2 separate regions of the Oryctolagus cuniculus genome follow, and region 2 is linked to region 1. A link is a contact called in public Hi-C data. All regions are on one chromosome and are shown on one strand. Each heading gives the region's core, a stretch centred on a gene start, on an enhancer-like site or on the middle of the called end of the contact. The rest is flanking DNA. Distances are from core to core; before and after follow the strand shown.

Evidence for each region. Hi-C and Micro-C count contacts between places; a contact is called where the count stands out from the background.
Region 2: a contact with region 1 is called in a Hi-C map of embryonic fibroblasts, with 2.2 times the contacts expected there. The contact joins the promoter of SIPA1L3 here to the enhancer-like site in region 1. A contact is called at or near these places in 3 of 6 Hi-C or Micro-C datasets (ear pinna, embryonic fibroblasts and psoas muscle).

The regions. Positions count from the first base shown.
Region 1 is chr18:16,548,071-16,553,440 of mOryCun1.1, reverse strand. All of the region lies in intron 1 of SIPA1L3 (signal induced proliferation associated 1 like 3), which reads left to right. Among named protein-coding and RNA genes, the nearest start is that of SIPA1L3, 63 kb to the left of the region's middle. Within about 2 kb of position 2,405, at least 1 of the 8 cell types and tissues checked has an H3K27ac peak or open chromatin away from gene starts, as enhancers often do. A contact at or near this core is called in ear pinna, where this site is marked.
Region 2 is chr18:16,611,463-16,616,832 of mOryCun1.1, reverse strand. SIPA1L3 (signal induced proliferation associated 1 like 3) reads left to right here and starts at 3,244. Exons shown (of 22, transcript XM_008257242.4): 1 at 3,244-3,476. WDR87 (WD repeat domain 87) reads right to left here and starts at 3,224. Exons shown (of 5, transcript XM_070062252.1): 1 at 2,626-3,224. The coding sequence starts at 2,952.

The DNA of each region.
Region 1 (5,370 bases), core at 1,156-3,655:
TGCAGCTTGTCAAGTTGGTGAGAGGCAGCTGTGCGGAAGCTGTTTACTTCTCTCCCAGCGCCATATTGTGGGAGAGCAGATGCATAGAATAAGTCTTAATTCCAGTAACTCAGTCTAGTCCGGTTTGCTCCCCACAGTGGGAGAGCAGATGCATAGAATAAGTCTTAATTCCAGTAACTCAGTCTAGTCCGAGCTGCTCCCCACAAAGGGGAATAAAGGGAGTCCTATCTGAGCTGGTGACATTTGATCTAAAACTTGAAGCTTGAGAAAGAGCCATTTGTGCAAAAAAAAGTGTCTGCTAGAAAAGCAAGTGCAAAGGCCCTGAGGTAGGAATGAGCTGGGCAGACTAGAGGAATGGAAAGGTGACTGGCCTGCTTGAGTTGTGTGTACAAGGTGAGCATGAGTGGGAGGGATTTGTATGCTTTTATTCCCGAGGTGGCCCAGTGGTGCTATGATACAAAGCAAATCCATGGTGCTTGGTGCTCTGTGTCCAGTTTCTCCTTCCTAGAGCAGCTGAGTTAAATTCTATCAGCCCTGGAGAATCCCCAGAAAACAGCCAACCAGACCAATTGGGCTGCATGGGGATGAGCCGAGAGGCAGATAAATCTATTTTCTTGTCTAAGAAGTAAGAAAACAACAGGGAGAACTGGAATAGAGCAGCAGTTGGGAGCCCAGACTGATAAGAAAACAGTCTCCTAAACTGGTTGGAGTTGAAAAAGAACCCAAACCTGGGTCCTCTTGCCCAGCATGCAGAAAGCCACCCACTGACACTGGGGTCATGGGAGAAAGGAGGCGTGTATTACAGTGCACAGAGCAAGGAGCTGAGCAGCCATTGCCCAATTCTCAGGCTCCCCAAGGGGCTGCGGTGACGGTTCTCACGGGTTTAAGTTGGGATGAGAGGTATGTGTTCAATGTGTGTCCAGGTTTCTCGTTAGTCAGCTTTGCTGGGCCTTTGATCATTCAGAGATACTGGGCTCTTTAGGGAGTTTTTATGGTGGTCAAGCGGGCTTCGGTTTGGGGCTGTGTGCAGCTGGTAGTTACTTTCTGCCCTGGAATTTCCTGAAAAGAAACCCTGGAGACAATACCAGCATCAAGGTGTTATCTACTGGACAAGCAAATGCTCTCCAGAGTCAGGTGGTCAGAACCTGGAGGGCTGGCTATACCTCTCCCTCAGTCCAGTGAGCTAATTTTAGTAAGTGGTTGATTGGCTATCAAAAAGACAGGGCGGGAAACTTGAGGCTGAGGGAGGGAGGCCAGGAGATTGGATCCTGATGGTATCTAGCACCAAGTCCGGGCTCAGGTTTCGACTCGGGCTTCAGCACCGGCTTTCCCCACCTTACCACTCTGGCAAATGACCTATCTGGGCCTTGCCTACTGGGAATAATGGTTCTTTAACTCAGAAAAGTGTGTGTTGGACAGGCCGTCGAAGCACGTTGCCCTCTGACCTTAAGCCACAGTGAGATGGGCTTCTCTTTCATTGCTTGTGAACAGTTAAGATGTTTTTGGATTTAACTCCTGTTTCCCCACATCAGCCTAGCCTGGTTCTTGCTTAGGAGCCTGCTGGCTGGCAGGAGGCCCAGGTTTAGATGCCAGAAGGCAGCCCTGCTTCTTGAGGGGGGCCAGGCTATTTGAAGTCAAGAAGCTGAGACTTGTCAGCATATTTGTCGTCCAGGATGGGAGACTGTGGAGCCCCGCAGTGGTGGCTGCTCTGCCGGCTCCTCCAGGGCAGCATCTGTGATCTCCACACCGGCTGCCTGCAGGTGGAATCAGGTGGGGAATGTAGAAACCTGCCTAGGCCTGGTTGCCCCTTCCCCCTCTTCCTGTGTGAAAGTCCCAAGGCCCAGATGAGGGATTGTTTTCATAGCTTCCTAATGCGCCTTCAGGGTTTCCAGCGAGGGAGGGGCCCTGAGAATCCTCTGTGGAGTCTTAGTAAGATACAGATGCTGATGAGCAAGTCTGAGGAGGGGCTGCTTTCCCATTGAGCCCCCAAGTGCTGCTTCTCCCCAGGCAACAACTTTGAGAGTCCTGGGCCTAGCAACCTGCTTTCCAGCTGCGCAGAATCTCACAGATCTGTGTTGTTGCTTGATTGCCCATTAGAATGTGAGAGCTTAGACCTACTGACCTTGAAGGCCAGAACCTTCTATGTTGTTGGCTGTTGTCTTGTGCATTGTGAGATGTTAGTAGCATCTCTGGCCCCTACCTATAGAGCCAATAGTAGCACCCCTCCCTCCCTCCATGTGAGAATCAGAAATACCTGGATTGCAAAGTTGCCCCCAGCTGAAACCTGCCCTTAACTTTACGTGCCTGGGACTCCCTGGGCCAGCTGGTTTCCTGGAGGCCCCACAGCCACAGTCACAGCTGTGTTGGTTCTAGGCGGGGCTCCAGAGGTGAAAATAAGCCCTGATGGGCCTCCTGTTTGCTGCTGTTTAACACCCACTGGCCCAGGGCCTTTACTGCCCTGTAAATGGTGGGTGGGGCAGGACGAGCAAGTGGGGAAAGGATAATAAATTGTGCTGGGAGAATGAAGTCACTGTAGATTCTCCTCTTAGTAACAGCAGAGAAATGTCCAAGCTTGGTGATGCCATCTCTTTCGGAAACTGTTCCAAGTTCACCCACTTCCTCCCTCCCGGCGGTGGTCCTGTCTCTGCTCCTGTGCCTTTGGACTGTGGCAGCAGCCTCTCACTGTCCCCCTGTTCCTGCCACACGCCAACAGTCTGCCCTGTACCCTGGGTAGCCAGGGGGAGGCTGTGGGCACCTGAGTTAGATCCTTTCCCTCCCCTGCTCAGCATCCTGGCTCCTTCTTAATCAGGAGAAAAGTGACAAGTCCTCTCCGTGGGCCACAGGGCACCGTGGTCTGTGCACGTCACCTCTCTGCCTTCAGTTTCCACCACCTCCTCCGTGTTGGCCTCTTAATGTCCCCCAGAACACACCAGGCACACTTGCTCTCCACAGCCTTTGTGCAGGGTGTTCCCCTGCCCCTTGCCCTAGCCTACGTGTTCTCTGAGCTGGCTCCTGCTCCCTCAGGTCTCCCTGTGCTTAGAAGTCACCCTCCCAGTAAGGCCTTTACTTCTTACCTACATTTGTTGGTCATGTCCCCTCCCCGAGCCCTAATAGATCAGAGACTCAATCTTTTCCACGTTTCCCCTAGAACAGTGTCTGCCGTGGAATCCGCACTCCCTTGATGTTTGGTGAATGCATAATGGGTAAACCATTGCTAAAGTACTTCTTTGTGCCTGGCCTCTACGTCCTCTGCTGAGCCCTGCAGACTTGATGAGGCAGGTACTGTCTTGAGCTCCATTTTACAGATGAAGAAGTAGAGGTTCTGACCGAGAAAGTCACTGCTCAGGGTGTCCGCGGGCGAGGACAGCCCCAAGATGCGTGCCTGGCCTGGCCTGGCCTGCCCCCTGAGGAATTCTGTAACTTACACCTAAGGCGTCATGCAGCTTGTCAGAGTGGCGCACTCAGTGTGGTGCTGTGGCCTTTGGAGAAGAGAGGAATTGGGGCTCTGTTGCTTGGAAAGCTAACTGTGTGAAGCACCCACCTGGATTTTTTTTTTTTTGCCTGGCATTACCCAAGAGTTTGTTCAAGGTTCTGTACGGCAGGGTCAGGGAGCCGCCTACTCCAGTATTTCCTCAGTGGAGTTCTGGAATGGGGTCAACTTGTGTTTCTGTCTCTTTTCCCCCTCCAGTCCTCTGGTTGCTGAACCAACCTTAGCATATTTCTAAGTCTTTTTTTTTTTTTTTTTTTTTTTTGACAGGCAGATTGAGAGAGACAGAGAGAAAGGTCTTCCTTCTGTTGGTTCACTCCCCAAATGGCCACTATGGCCGGCGCGCTGCGCTGATCCGAAGCCAGGAGCCAGATGCTTCCTCCTGGTCTCCCATGCGGGTGCAGGGCCCAAGCACTTGGGCCATCCTTCACTGCCTTCCCAGGCCACAGCAGAGAGCTGGACTGGAAGAACAACCGGGACAGGACCAGTGCCCCAACCAGGACTAGAATCCGGGGTGCTGGCGCCACAGGCGGAGGATTAGCCTAGTGAGCCGCGGCACCAGCCTCTTGAGTCATTTTATAGCCACACCTTGATGTCTCGGCCTAAGCGGACTAGATCATGAGGGCTGGGATTGAGCTTCTTTGGGTCTCTTTTAGGTCTGGCAGGTGGTATGTGTTCTTATTAAACAGGTTCGGAAACCTGAGTCCATTCACTGATTACGTATTTGGGTGCCTCTTACATGTCAGTCCTGCCTTGGGAATCTAAGGGGAAAGTGGCAAATGAGACAGTTTCGGTGATGGGGCTAACATTTGTGAGACTGTGGCTGGTGGCAGCTCCTGTGGGGTGTGGAACATCAGGTTTGCCTCCATGGAGCTCTGTTCTGGCCAGGGTTGGAGACCGGGAATAAACCTACAGCCAAATGGCTACAAGTGGATTGTGACTACCGTGCTGCACAGCTGTCTGGTGGGGTCGGGGCTTCTTTAAGAGTCAGCTCTTCCCTGACATGTCGCTGGGGGGTTCATCACAGGCCTCAGGGGCCTGGTGAATGTCTGTGTGCACCACACAGAGGATGTGAGATTTTTTTTTTTTTAAGATTTATTTATTTATTTGAAAGGCAGAGTTACACAGAGAGAGATGGAGAGGCAGAGAGAGAGAGAGAGGTCTTCAGTTTGCTAGTTTACTCCCCAGATGGCCGCAGCGGCTGGAGCTGCAGTGATCAGGTGCCAGGAGCTTCTTCCGGGCGGGAATCCCATGTGAGTGCAGGGGCCCAAGGACTTGGGCCATCTTCTGCTGCTTTCCCAGGCCATAGCAGAGAGCTGGATTGGAAATAGAGCAACCAGGACTCAAACCGGTGCCCATGTGGGATGCCGGCACTGCAGGTGGTGGCTTTACCCGCTATGCCACAATGCCAGCCCCGTGTATGTTTAATTGGACCACTAGGACCAATAATAGCAAACGTTTTTAAGTGCCAGTGTTTTTAATCTTTTTTAGTCTCCACAACAACACTGTGGCATCGGTGTTTGTTATCCCCATTTCCAGATGAGGAAAGTAATGCAGAGAGGGAAGTAACTTGTCCAGTGTCCCACAGCTAAGTAAGGCCATCTGGCTTCAAAGTCTGTGTTCTTAAGCTCTGTGGATACATTGGGCAGTTGGACACAGAAGGAAGGTCCTGCCAGCATGGAAGGAAATAGACCTTTCAATTCCAGGGGCTCAGAGGGCTCACTCCCCACACCCCCAGAGCAAAGGCCATGGAGAAAAAAACCCACTGGCAGGGAGAAAACTGTGTCACTGCTTAGCCACCCATGGCCTGGCTTCTGGACCCAACCTGCTCGTAGTCCGGTGGCCTGTTAAGCAGATAGCTGTGTGAGGAGCACACAGAGTGG
Region 2 (5,370 bases), core at 1,995-4,494, 63 kb before region 1:
CCCTCTCCCTTAATCAAACAACTTTTTTTTTTTAAATGAGCAATGTAAAACTATTCAAAACATAGTGAGTGACATGTAAGGAAAAGAATGTCACCTTTTCACATCAGGCCTCCTGTCTCCCATTCACAGGTGTGACTCTGATTCTCTAAAAGTGTTCTGTACATATACAAGCATGTATATATATTTTTCATATACAAATTATATATACACTGTTCTGCATCTTTTCCTCTCAATATATCTTAAAGATCAGTTCAAATTAATACCTGTAGCTCTGCCTGCAGGGTATGCCACTGTGTGGCTGAACTGTCATTTATTTATCCAAATTTCTTTTCTTTTTTCTTTTTTTGACAGGCAGAGTGGACTGTGAGAGAAAGAGACAGAGAGAAAGGTCTTCCTTTTCTGTTGGTTCACCCCCTAATGGCCGCTGCGGCCAGCGCGCTGCGGCCGGTGCACAGTGCTGATCTGAAGCCAGGAGCCAGGTGCTTCTCCTGGTCTCCCATGCGGGTGCAGGGCCCAAGCACTTGGGCCATCCTCCATTACACTCCCTGGCCACAGCAGAGAGCTGGCCTGGAAGAGGAGCAACCGGGACAGAATCCGGCGCCCCGACCGGGACTAGAACCCGGGGTGCCGGCGCTGCAGGCAGAGGATTAGCCTAGTGAGCCGCGGCGCCGGCCCCAAATTTCTATTAATGGATATTGAAGAATTTTGCTACTACAACCAATGCCACAAGTGAATATCTCTATTAATGCTTCATTGAGTTTTAACAAGTTGTAAAACTGAAGTAATAAAAACATTTTTTCCATTAAATATAACTTGGATTATGCTAACTGACAAACTTACATGTTCCAGAACTCAACGACTTCTGAGAATAACTGACCATGCAGGGGACAGAGCCCTTGGTGGTGACTGAGACTACTCCAGCTCATAAAGCAAATTTATTTGATAAAATAGACCAGAGACTTTCGGACCAGGACAGGCAGAGCCTTTGCCCCTAGTAAGCAGGAAGCAGCTATAGAAGATATGATTTTATGCCCTTCAGCGTCTGTTAAGATTAAGGTCTGGAGTTTGGGGGGGGGGGGAGAATGATATAGGCAGGCAGATAGGATCAAATTGATTAGATTTGTGAGCTAGAAGACCACGCCCTCCACTATGTCCCCTGTGTGATCTCAGGCCCCTACCTGACCCTACCTATGCACACACCTGCCAGACTACATAACCACTCCCCTTTGGGGAGTGAATAAAAGGCCTGGCCCGTGGTGGGCCCTGCTCTTTTTGTTGTCCTTGTTGTGCACTCTTGTTGCCCCCTGGTTGCACCGCGCCTCTGGGCTCCAGCCCTGCCTCTGCTTCCTGTCTGCATGCTCGCTCCACGTGGCTCCTGGCTTGCTCTCTACCTGGTATGGACGCAACTGCAACTTAGCTTCTACACTTCTTTCTCCCCTAATTAAAGCCCTCACTTTCCAATGCATTTCTCTCACTGAATACAAATGCTTAACAACTTAAAAAAATAAATATAGCTTGGAATAATATTTTGGATGGATGAGTATTTGGGTTAAATAATCAAAATTAACTTCACCTGTTTTGTGTGTGTTTAAACGCTAAAGCTGCTCATGTGACTTGTATTTTTACCAGATAGCCTCTTCCAGCTCATTGCTGTCTAGTGGGGGCCTGATACCCTGCTGGACTGAGAACCTCCGAGCGTTAGGACCCCCCTCTGTTTAATTTCTCCTGTGTCTTTTTTTTTTATTATTTTTATTTATTTATTTTTTTTGACAGGCAGAGTGGACAGTGAGAGAGAGAGAGACAGAGAGAAAGGTCTTCCTTTGCCGTTGGTTCACCCTCCAATGGCTGCCGCGGCCAGCGCGATGCGACCGGCGCACCGCGCTGATCCGATGGCAGGAGCCAGGATCCAGGTGCTTTTCCTGGTCTCCCATGGGGTGCAGGGCCCAAGCACCTGGGCCATCCTCCACTGCACTCCCGGGCCACAGCAGAGGGCTGGCCTGGAAGAGGGGCAACCGGGACAGAATCCGGCGCCCCGACCGGGACTAGAACCCGGTGTGCCGGCGCCGCTAGGCGGAGGATTAGCCTAGTGAGCCGCGGCGCCGGCCTCTCCTGTGTCTTAATAATCACCCAACTTGGCATAGGCCAGGGACTTAATGCATGCTTGTTGAAAACGAGGGCAAAGGAATGACCTGCTGCCCCTCGCCCAGGAAGAGGGAATGTGTGCTTCACAGCTTCTTATTTCCTGGAAGACGTGGCCTGAAGCAGAAAGGGTACTGCCCAGAGAACCTTGCAGTTCCAGTCAGTTCCTCAGTAACCCTCATGGAGGAGGAATGGCAGTATCCATCAATTAAAAAAAAAAAAAAAAAAAGCTGGACACTTGTGTCCGCAGGTGGAATAAATCCGGATCCCCTTTCCTGGCTGTAGGTACTCAGCAAGCACTAGTTACCCTCCAAGTGTGTGATCAGCGAAGGAACGCCCTGCTCGTGGGATTCGGGCTCCCGGGGAAGCCGGAGCTCTGCCGTGGCCCCGGCAGGGCAAGGACGACCAGACCCGGCTCCCTTCACAGCCGGGGGGCGCCCCAGACCCGCGCGTGGGCCGGAGGGTGGGCGGGGCCGCGCCGTTTACCTGCGGCCGGATTCCCCGCAAGAGCCGGGCGCAGTGTGCGAGGCGGCACTCAGGAGCTCCTACGTGCAACAGACCTGGAGGGAGTGCCTGAGAGGCTACCTCGGGGATGCCGCGGAACGACTCCGAGAGAGCGGTTAGTCGCCCAACGCCGCGCTGGGCCGACTGACCAAGACGACGGGAGCGAGCGCGCGTGCGCGCCCGGCGCGAGACCCCGCCAAGCGCGCGCGAGCGTTCGAAAGAAAGGAAAAAAAAAAAAGCCTTTCCCGTGGGGGCCCGCGGAAATTTAGGCCGGAGTCGGCTGGCGAGCGCGCGTGCATGAACGCGCATCGACGCCCTCTGCCGCTCTTCTCCGCGGGGAATCGACCGCACTGCTCTGCTACCCCCGTCTCTCCCGAGGCTCTTGCTCTCGGGGTAACTAACTCACAGAGAGGAAGGGAGAAGGCCTACCTAAAGAAGGAAAGAGACGGAGAGGAAAAAGGAGAAACCACCCCGGTGGCGTGAGGAGCCAGGTTCCTGGACTGGAGCCTGCACAAGACACGCCCCCATTCCTCACGCCCCTCGGGGCTGCGGAAGTGCTCTGGAGCGGCAAGGAAGGCGACAGACTACCGTTCCCAGAAGGCGGTGCGGTGGTACGCCTACAACTCCCGGCAGCACTTGCGCACCAGGCGCTGTTCAATTCGCGGCCTCTGAGGGCGAAACTACAGTTCCCAGGAGGCTTCGCGCGAAGCGGCTTGGAAGTGGGCAGCCTGGAAGTCACTCGGGCCACCGGAGCTGGCGGCGTCTCCAGCGAGCAGCGCGGGGCCGGACGCCGCGGTTGTGAGGCCCGCAGGGCACGCAGCGGGGACGCCCAGGTATGTGGCTCCAGGTGCTGGAGCGGCCTCGCGAAAGGGTGGCGAGGAATAGGTGGCTGCTTGGACCCTGAGGGTCAGCGCGGGCGGGCGACCAGGCGGACGGCCGGGTGTGGGTACCGGGTGTTGGGGGGCGGCGGCGCCGGGATTCACGCCCTCCGGACCCGGCCGGACTAGTGCCCCTATGGCTCAACTTTCCAGACGTGCAACCTGGCGCCGCAGGGAAGAGCCTGGAGTCAGGGGGCGGTGGGTTCGCATCCCGGCTCTGCTGCTCGGGAGCTGCGACCGCGCTGAACCTCAGTTTTCCCTTTGCTAAAACGGGGAAGGAGAGTGATGGTCTTCTGCCTGGGATTCTGTTGAAATGTGGAGATCCGACAGAGCATATGGCACATACAAGGCACTTATTATGGGTTGGCTTTATTGTCAGCTCCCGGAGAAAGGGGGTGACGATACCGATTGCATAGGGTGGACGGTTAGGTGAGCCGTGTGTATTGTAAAGAGCCAAGTTCGTAGTTAGCACTCACTGCAGGGTAGCTGCCTGAGTCGACAGAGCTTTGGTTTGGGAGGCAGAGACCCAGTTCAAATTTAGGCTCTGGCATTTAGCAGCTGTGTGACCCTGCGCAGCTGACTGCACTTCTCTGTGCCTCGCTTTCTCTGCCTCTGTAACATAGGGGCTTTAAAATAGCAGCCACCGCAGCGTGCTCGGAGGATGTAGTGAGGAGACTACGTGTAAAGTGCTGAGCACAGCAGCGGGCATAATAGCGCTCAGCAAATGGTACAATTTATTCCGCGTTTTCCCGGCGCCCCGCAGACCCTCCGCGGGTGGAACGCTGGTTGGAGTCTTGGTGTCCCCAAAGGACCGGACTCAACTGGTCCCTTTGGCTTCCCCTCCTGCAGCCTGAAGTTCCTCATTTATAAAATGAGATAACGCATCACCCTCGGAAGGTTGTGGGATTTGCCGGGATTGTGTTCCTACTCCAGAGGCAGCTCTTCTGTAGGGGCATTGCGATCGTTCTGTGGTATTCTCCATCTGGCCCAGGCTCTGCCTGACCGTGGGCTGGGACGTGACAGCCCTGAGCTCCCCCACACGTTTGCTCCCAACCTCAGTGTCCCCATCTGTGAAATGGTAGTCGGAGGACTTGCATGCCAGCGTTGTTTGGATGATTCCAGGAGGTCGTTCTTGTTTAGCACTGAGCACGGGCCTGACACCGGGTAATTTTTGAAATGTTGTAAGTGTGCCTTTGTGTGATGGGCCTTTTTCTGCTTCTGTTTGCACCTACAGTGCCCAGTGGGGACAAGGTTAATGTTGCCCCCTCCCCCAATTCTTACTCATCACCAGTTAAATTTGGGAACAGTGGAAGGGCCCAAGGAGAGGAGATGCTGACCTGCTGTCAGCCCCCCACCCCCAGCCCCACGCCCCGTCCCTTCCACACCAGGATGTTCATTCATTGCAGTGCTGTCTCTGTCCCAGTGCTGCCAGTCCCTGTGTGTCTCAGCCACACCAGCCCCCTGGGTTCCATCTCGAGATGCGGAGACTGTACTTCCTCTGTGCCCTAGATGGCTATCCTTGGGGCACTGCACACTGAACATACCCAAGCTGAACTCCCCTCCGCCGCCACACCTAGTAGTCACCATCTTAGCAAGTGGGCCAACACTGAGCAGGTTGCCCAGACCAGAAATTAGGAAGTTGCTCTTCTTCCCCAGCCTTCCCACATCCAGTTGAGTGGCAAGAAGGATGGAATAGCCATTTCATTGGCCTATATTGGTCTCGATTATGACAGCAGGGAAAAATGCCCCTCAGCTCCTGGAGTGGCCTTTTCAGATAAGCTTGAGTTGTTTCTCTTAAATTGCCAAGGATTAACATAGGCAACCATAAGTAGCATGTGCATTAACCAGG